Linked DNA regions of Sus scrofa: region 1 is linked to region 2. A link is a contact called in public HiChIP or PLAC-seq data. All regions are on one chromosome and are shown on one strand. Each heading gives the region's core, a stretch centred on a gene start, on an enhancer-like site or on the middle of the called end of the contact. The rest is flanking DNA. Distances are from core to core; before and after follow the strand shown.

The links. HiChIP or PLAC-seq counts read pairs in DNA pulled down with a chosen protein or histone mark.
Region 1: an H3K27ac HiChIP or PLAC-seq map of skeletal muscle shows a contact between it and region 2. The contact joins the enhancer-like site here to the promoter of FOXO3 in region 2. A contact is called at or near these places in 3 of 5 promoter capture datasets (fetal liver, fetal skeletal muscle and liver), 18 of 47 Hi-C or Micro-C datasets (blood, brain, embryonic fibroblasts and 8 more) and 2 of 2 datasets of contacts at active chromatin or transcription factors (alveolar macrophages and skeletal muscle).

Annotation. Positions count from the first base shown.
Region 1 is chr1:75,154,215-75,158,791 of Sscrofa11.1, reverse strand. The region is part of intron 1 of SESN1 (sestrin-1); the gene reads left to right. LOC106508918 (a long non-coding RNA gene) reads left to right here. Exons shown (of 2, transcript XR_001306055.2): 1 at 1-4,577. Among named protein-coding and RNA genes, the nearest start is that of SESN1, 14 kb to the left of the region's middle. Within about 2 kb of position 1,816, at least 14 of the 83 cell types and tissues checked have an H3K27ac peak or open chromatin away from gene starts, as enhancers often do. A contact at or near this core is called in fetal skeletal muscle, omental adipose tissue, skeletal muscle and 1 more, where this site is marked.
Region 2 is chr1:74,627,065-74,631,433 of Sscrofa11.1, reverse strand. FOXO3 (forkhead box O3) reads right to left here and starts at 1,739. Exons shown (of 2, transcript NM_001135959.1): 1 at 1,122-1,739. The coding sequence starts at 1,739.

The DNA of each region.
Region 1 (4,577 bases), core at 567-3,066, 530 kb before region 2:
GAGGTCCATTGCCAAGGCCTGTGCTTTGATACCGGGACAGCAGTAGAGGAGAATGGCCAAGACCATGGGCTTTAGAGTTAGTCAGACCTAGTTCTAAGTCCTGCTCTGCCAAACTTTATGGCCTTGGGCAAGCTATATAACCTCCTAAACCTCAGTTCCCTTACAGAATTGTGAGGATTAAATGAAGTAACATGTGCAATACTTACTGCAGTTCACTTAAGCACGAAGTGAATGTTAACCGTTAGTATTTCTTGTTGTGCCCTCACAGTGAGATTGAGGGAAAGGAAATAAGAAGTTGAGCCCTCTGACACCATATGCCCTTTAAGGTACCCTGAGTATCTGGGCAACTGGGAAAGTTTTCACCTACTTTCCAGGACTTTGGCCTTAGGGAATAGCACCCTATAGGAAATAGCACCACTGGGAACCAAAATAAGGGTTTTATAAATATTGTTTCAGCACTCTGAGAACCAGTTCTTCCCCCAGTACCATGCTAGTCTAGTATTCCACTTAGGAACATTTGACTTTCAAATGCATCTTCAAGGATATAAAATAGAGGAAAGAAAATGATGGCTTGTAAGCCAGTGCTGTCAGTAAGCAACTAAATCTTCTGTGCCTAGTCACTGCATGTCTGATGTTTCAGGCAAGTTATCTGCTGCGGAGGCTGTCTGCATTAAAGGTCTACTAAAGAGATTAGAGCTGCACTGTCAGTGTTCCTACTCTGCTTCCCCCAATGGGAGCCTGATGTATTAAGCAGAAAATCCCCAGCAGTCCTTTCACTCTTGCCAGATGAGTGGCCTGGCCTAGACAGCTTGATATGATTTTAAGAACAAAGTAACTAAGGAAAGATTACATTGCCCCCAAATACCCTAGAAGTAACAGGGCTTCAAGAGATTTTGTACCATGTTTGATTTCTTGAATTTACTTCATTGGGTGTAGCAAGTGTCTCTGGCCCTCCTCCTGAGCTCCCATGGCTGCCCCTCCTATGATCTGTGGCACATTGGACAGAGTTCAGTCATCTTCAGCAGTCTCTTAATCTAGTTTTGTAGAATGTATAGTTTTGAGTGTAGTAAGAATAGGTATTCCATATGCAAAACCTGGTTCTTAACCCTTTTCATATATCCTTAACCCTTTTCATTCAGTCTTCACTAAAGAGTAGGTATTATTATCCCCATTTTATGCAACAGGAAAAAAAAAAAATCAAGGCTGGGATAGGTTAAATAACTTGTCCCAGGTATCACAGCTTAGTGAGAGGAGGAGCCAGATTTCAAACCCAGGCCGTGGGACTCCAAGTCCAGTCCATGCTTTTCAGCATTATCCTGCATTATCTGAATAAAAATTTAATATATGGCTCCTAATAGTGAAAATATATATTGCTTTCTCTTCCAAAATTATTTTTCCTTCAGGATGAAATGTAAAACTTTGGTTTCTGGGAGAAACCACATTCTTAGATCTTATTAAATTGCGTATCAAATTCTTATTTAAACCCTGACCCATCTTGAAATTGCATTTGAACCTTGCTGAATCTTTGTGTTTCACTGTAGAACATAATTTTCAGTATGTTGTCATTATAAACTTCACCTCTTGCAAGAAGGTGCTAGACTGCGATCTTGGAAATAGGGTATATAAAAGGCTTATCTTTACATTAAGAGATTACCAAGTAAAATGGTTTTTTTAGTGAACTGCCTAAAAGAAAATTTGGTATATTTCCATGAGTAATAGACTCAAGATTAGCTTTGAATGTTAAAAGAGCATTCTCCTAGCTAGTTCATTGTTGCCATGACAGTGCTGGCAGTGCAAGTGTTGTAGTAACTCCTTGCAATGATCTTATTTTAGACCCTAACGTTTGCAGTGCTGAACATCCCCTTCCCCGCCCCATAAGTAACTCTAGTGGAAAAGTACTGGTTTTATAACTGGCTTCTGGCTTTGTAGCTGAAAGACTGCACTATTGTGGGCTTAAAAAAAAATAGTGTAGGAGTGTTGAGTGTTTTTCCCGTGGATTATAAATGCTTGAAATTTCCCAAAATATGGTATTGCATTACATGTCATACAGCAAGTTGTTTACAGCTAAAAAGGAAAGTGGCCTCAGTTGTCTTCTTATGAAATCAAGCCTAGGTTATATCATTACTTTGATCGCACAGAGAAATCATTTTGCCATTTGTATGTGCACACTTTAAAGCCTTTGGATTCTTATTTATTATGGAAAATTATCACTAGAATCATAAAAGATTATGCTTAAATAGTGTAAAAGGCACTCTTCTCTTGTCCTTTCCATAATTCAACTTTATCTGATCAAATTGGAGTATTTTAATCTTGATTTTTTAAATTATGAACTAAAGTTATAAAATGATTTTAAGGAAGTACCCAATTTGAACTGTGTACTTAATTGTTTAGAGTCTTAATTTTGTTACTTATATGTTACAAAATTAGATTTCACTGATGTTTTCTAATTGTAAATCCCATTATAACTATACTATTAAGCACAAAATATTTTCACACTCATAGTAGTGCCATTTTGTATACTTTTGCATTCCATTTGTTAGGTCAGAGTTTCATTGTCTATGGCATGTGCACTAAAAATCTAGTATAGCATGAAGAAAAAATTGATTATGGCAACAAACCTGGTAAAAGAAGATGGAAAATCTGTTACACTTCCTTAATTAGTGACAACTACCAACAAATGATTACATATACTTTTTTTCCCTAAATGCCACCTTAAACATTTAGTTCATCTACCTTAGATGCTAGAGATTTAAGCAAATCTCACATGATTGGGTCTGTAGTGAGTATTGCGGTATGAGTGTTTGACAAGCCCTTTTCCTGCTTTTTTTCATTTTAACATATAAAAGTAATTTTCAAAACAAAAGTCTGTCTCCAAGCTAGACTTGTATTTTGCTTTTTCACCAAGCAATGCATATTTTTTCTTGATTTTGTTTTTATTATTTTTTATTCCCTTTAGTGCACTGTATTATTGTAAATAAATCTTTAGTGGTTATTGTTCAGATTAAGAGGTGTTTAATTCCAGTTTATGCTGGTCTTCATTGGTTCCTGATTTGAACTTGGAAGTAGTTGTATAGTAAAATGTGAAGAGTAAAACCTTGAGGTAAATATTCTGTCATTTAGTACTACAAATTTATATTAAATGCCATTTATTGGTTGGAATGAAACTATATTATGGCTCTTTCTGCTTTCTTAAAATAATTAATAACAGGGTTATTTATTTTTTTTTTTTTTCTGAACTCCACCTCACCTCTAGCTGATCTCCCTCTCCATCTAAGGCTGAAATGGGTATACTTTTTAAAAATAAGAATTCATTTTAAATCTTTCTTTATGCCTGATACTATTCTAATTCTGTGAGAGATATAAAAAGTTGAAAACAACCACTACCATTAAGAATTTTGCAATAATCTAGAGAAAAACATTAAGAATAAATCAAGACTTTCACTAAAAATGTTAAATTTTATGGTAGTATGTTGACAGCTGTGGAACTCTCTTGGTGGGAGTGTATCTACATAGTAATTACACATCCAGGAAATCATCTGAAAAAGATTGATGTATGATGATAATCCCTGTAAGTGTTATTTATGATGTAAATGTGTTATCTTTACATATCTTTATATATAAGTTGATAATCTAAATATCCAGTTATTAAATTATTGTTAAATTATAGTACATCTGTATAAAGGACTATAACACAGTTATTGAAAATTATTTTAAAATACATAAAAGAAGAAATTATATATTTAAGTGGAAAAGCAACTTTTAAAATAGTAGGCCAAATATATATATTTTTATAGAGAGAGGGAAATGTCAGGAAATCTGCATGTACCAGAAGAGTTAGATTAGATTATTAGAGATTTTATATTTCTTTTTATAATAATAATTATTAACAAACATAATTTTATTGAGTGTTTACTGTATGCTATGCTTAGTTATAAGCATCTTACATATAACATTTGTCAGATTTCAGGTGGGTTACAGGTTTTGAGGAAGATATCTTCCCAAAACAAATACACAAATATGAATGCACCCCCTCACTTTGAGACTGGATTAAGTTTCTTGATTTTTTTAGCTAAGGAAACAGGACCTTCTCCAAATCTGGGCTCTTTCTTTGAGAAGAAGCACTTGCAGCCTGCTTGGGTGCTGCTTTCCCTGGCCCCCAGTGCTCCTAAAGGTGGTGCAATTGCTACTGACACTCCCAGGGTCACACCATATCTGCAAGACTCAATTCCTGTTATTCTCTTGTGTTTTTCCACTTAAGGTTTACATTCACATTCTGAAATAATGTATACAAACTTTCTCTGTACTTCCTTTGAAGGCCCATTTCCCTGCAATGTCTAGTTTTACACATACAACAGTTCTGTGACTTGAATTTTACTTTTTATAGATGAAGAAACAGAACTATTAGGTAACTTAATTCAAGTACTGAATATGGAGAGTCAGGAGGCATGTCTGACTCCATGTTCTTAACCACTAATCTGTTTTCCTATAGTCTTTGTGTTTTTATTCGTGAGCACATGTTACTTTTATATTGGAATATGACTTAAAATCAATGTGGGAAAATTATATAACATTCACAG
Region 2 (4,369 bases), core at 490-2,989:
TTAATAGAAGCAACTGAGAAATAATATGAAGTGATATGTATCTCCCTCCAGTTGCACAGGGCTCTCTTTTGCCTGGTACCGACTAACTCATATCACAGAGATGGGGGCCTGGCAAAAACAAAGCCGCTGGGTATCTGCAGCCCAGCAGGGGCACAGGAGTTAATCTCTTTGGATGCCCAACTGCAGGAAGTCATTACATCATAGGCCTTTCCACACCTCTCTCCCTACCACGTGTCCAGTGCCCCAAGAGGCTGAAAAGGAACAGTGGAGAGCCTCTCTTCAGGTTCACTTACAGGTAGAAGCCATTATGGCTCAGCTCTGCCAGCAAACCTGCCTCCCAAAGGCTTACGTGAAGCGACAGGCCCCGGTTCTCTACTCCTGGACCCGCTGCTTGAAACAGCTCCAGAGGCCAGGCCTCAGCGGGGAAGCAGCAGGTGCAGGACAGTTCCCGCTGAGGTGGAAGGGCTGGCCGGGTCGGGGCCCAGATCATCTCAGAGGCTACTCAGAGGAAGGTTTAAGGTTGAGACACCTCTTAGGAATAAAGGTGTTAACACACGCAAGGAAAGAGAGCCGGCCAGGAAAAGGTTTACAACCACTGCTTTTTGTAATGGGATCGATGTGCCTGTGGGAGTTAACACCTACAAGCCTGAAACTTGGACACAGGGGTTCTCATCTGGCTAGTCTCAACACACCACGCTTAGGCGACCGACTGGAAACCACAAATCCAACCCCTCCTCTGGGCACTGATTCCCAAACAAGTCCCCTCACTCCACCCGCAGCGGCCTCGCCGCACCCCCACTACGGGGAAACCTGCTCCAAAGCTGGCCGCGGACGTACCTCCTCCGCTACAACCCAGGAATCGGGCAAATGCACTCCTGCCCATCTGGCCAAGCCTGAGGCTTCCCCAGGAGCCTCCTCTCCCGCTCCCGCCGCGTCCGCAGCGGTCCCCGGGCTCCCCTCCTCCGGAGGTCACACAGAACCCCCAAAGCCTTACAGCTGAGGCTCTCCCTGCCAACCCCTCTCCCGGGCGCCCGCAGGCGCGCTCGGACGAATCGAAGGCGCGTCTCGCACTGCGCAGGAGACCGGGCGGGTCTGTCCGCCCGTCCGAGGTGGGTACGCACCTTCCAGCCGGCAGAACTGTTGCTGTCGCCCTTATCCTTGAAGTAGGGCACGCAGCGCACCATCCACTCATAGATCTGGGACAGAGTGAGCCGTTTGTCCGGGGAACTCTCGATGGCGCGAGTGATCAGATCGGCGTAGGACAGGTTCCCCCAGGCGTTCCGCCGGGAGGAGCATTTCCTCGGCTGCCCGGAGCCCCCAGCCGCCCCCGGCTGCGGCGGTGGCAGTGGCTGCTGAGGCTGCAGCGGCGTCTGCGTCCCTCCGCTCAGCGCGCCCGCCGCGGAGGCTGGGCCGGACCCGGGTTCCTGCCCTCCGGGAGCCAGCAGCCTGGCCGAGTCCTCCAGGAGCAGCCCAGAGCCCAGCGGGCCGCCCCCGCCGCCGCCGATCGCCATGGCCGAGCCGGCCCTACCGCCGCCGTCCTCGTCGTCTTCATCGTCCTCCTCCTCGGGGATCATGGAGTCAGCGGCCGCCTCCCCCGAGGGCTTGGCCGGGCTCCCCTGGAGCTCCGGCCTCTGCAGGGGCCACGTACAGGAGCGCGGACGGCTCTGGGGCTCGAACTCCGGGTCCAGCTCCACTTCGAGCGGAGAGAGCGGGACCGGGGAGGCCGGCGCCTCTGCCATCTTCGCCGCCTGCCCGCCCGCGGCTCCGGCTCTCACACTCTCCTCTTGCGCCGGGGCGGGGTGCGGCGGGGGAGGGACGGGGGCGCCGCGAAGGCTCGGGCTCCCGGGCGCCGCCGCCGCTGCTACTGCCGCCGCCTGGGAAAGCACGAGAGGAGAGAGAAGGAGAGTTGATTATCCCGGGCTGGAGCTCAGTCCCCGGCGAGTCCTCGCCCGCCGCCGCCGCCGCCGTTTCCCGACCACACCGCGCCCGCCTCCCAGGAGCAGGCAGACCTGGAGACGTGCGTCCCGCGAACCTGGCGCTGCAGACGCCACCCCCTGGTCAGGCCGCGGGGGAGACAGGAGCGAATCGACAGGCTCGCACGGGGCAACCCCCTCCCCCCGCCGCCACCGCCAGCGGAGCTGCAGGTCTCCACTGGGCTAGGTGGCGGGGCGGGGAAGAAGGGGGAGGGGCGGGGCGGGGGAGGGGCGCGAGCCGCGCCTTTAAAGCGGGCAGCAGCCCGAGCTGGCGCAGCCCAGACGCGGTCGGAGCCTGAGCCCGGGTGTGCGTGCGTTTGTTTATGTTTCGCTCCGGCCCGCACAAGTGCTTCCCGCGGCGCCACCGCCGCCAAAGTCTGTGGCGTCTTCGGCTCTTCTCCCCGGCCTGGTCCCGGCCCCGCCGCCTCCGCGCTCTCCTGCCATCCCCTCCCAGCGGAGGACCCGAGCCCGAGGACTGCGCGGGCAGTCCCCTTCTCCTCTCTTCGCCCGCGGGCCGAGAGGGCGAATGTGGGTCCGAGCGCAAACGGGCCCTTGTCACTTCCAGGAACAGGGAAAGACGGGAAGAAGGGAGACAAGCAGCTCAGCGGGTGTTTGCCAAGGGTCGAGCTGAGCAGCAACGGCCACTTTGGGGGTGGTGTGGTTTATTTTCTCGCGGGCGTTGTGCCCTCCACCCCTTTCCCTATAAGAACGGGGGGGAGGGGAGTAGTCGAAACGTAAATCTTCCAACAGGTCAGGAAGCACAAGTCTCCCAGGCCAACAGAAAACCCGGACCAGCACGTTCATCACCTCCTTGCTCCCACTGCTGCCATCTTGACAGTTTCCCCCCTTCACTCAAGTCCTTTAAAAACACTAGCGGGAGAGAAGAAGGGCGCGCACACCGAGTCACGGGGAGGGAAAAGGGAAGCGCCTGGCCCAGCTCGGAAGCAGATCCGGAGTCACCGGGAAGGCGGCCGCCCCGCTGCACAGCTCCGGCGCCTACCTCGGTTCCTTCCCTTCAGTGACGAGGGGGGAGGACGCACAATCCCGCGCGGGCCCGGGGCGCGGCGAGGAGGGGGCGCACAACCTCAGCCAAGGAGAGGCGCTCCGGCCGCCGCTGCTGCAGCCCGCCTGAGGAACCGCCTGTCAGCCAGCGCGCCGCCGCCTTCCACATTCCTCCTCCTCCCTTCCACGAGCAGGGCGGCCGCGGCAGCAGCACAAAGTTATAGACACACGCAGGGTGCCTCAACCTAGGCTGACGGCGAGCGGGTCCCCGCCCAGGGGGAGGGCTGGGCAGCGTGCCCGGGTGCGCTCGTGTGCGCGCGTGTGTGTGTGTGTATGTGCGCGCGTGCGCGGCCCAGATCCCCGGGGCTGCGGGCTTGGGTGTCACGGCGCGCATCGGCGCCGGGACACGGCGGGCTCCAGCAGCCTTCCCCGCCGGGCTCCTCCTCCCTCCCGCGAGCCTCAAAGAAAACAAAGCGTGGCGCGGGCCCAGAAGAAAAGGGAGGGGGCAGCCCAGAGCCCCAAACGGTCCACGAGCGCTGTCGCGTGGCCGCCCTGCCTCGGAGCAGGGCGCCTGGCACTGGGGGGTCCCCCTAGCCAGCGCGTCCCTCCGCCAGGCTCTGGGCCCGCCCTGGTGTCCGGTTCCCCTTTAGAACCCGACACCAGGTAACACCTGGAGACGAGATGCTGTCCGCTGATGATAAGAGTTACCTCAGCGTGAAAGTACTAGCAAGCGAAGATGTTGGGGCCCTCAGGACTTCGATAAGCTGATGCCCTCAGTTTTGATCCTGCACGAAAGTTTGCACTTAGTCTCTAACCTAAGACGCCTGACTGCAATCGTATTTCATTTTTCATGAATTTCATGGCAAAGGAGGGGATAACTGTAACTAAGAGAAAAGCAAATTATTCCGCATTCTTAAGTACAAAAATAACTTTTGAACAACTGTAAATGGGAAATAATGAGTCTAATTTTTAAAAGACGCAAAATAGCTAATTGTGTTTTTTTTATCTTTTTAAAGAAAACTATTTCTTCAAGTTTAGAAAAACATCTTCAAAAGTCCTTATCCTACGATCAGTACCCAAGCCGTTCATTTGTGCACTAAGAATTCACTACATACGACACACACACTAAAAGTCTTTCCATTTTCGTTCAGAAATCTCTCCCCCCTACCCCAGCCCAAATCCTACCAAGTCACTAGAGACACTAGACTTGAGAGCGGGCTCAGCAACAACCCCAAACACAAAAAGGTCCAACCCAGCAGGCGCAGGAGTCCGCCCACCCTGCCTAATCCAGGCTCCGGACTTTGCGCAGGACCCGTCACTCAAGTGACGCGAGGCCCCGCCCCTGCAACAAGCTAGTTCGACGCGTACAAACAGATGATGTCATTGTATCCACA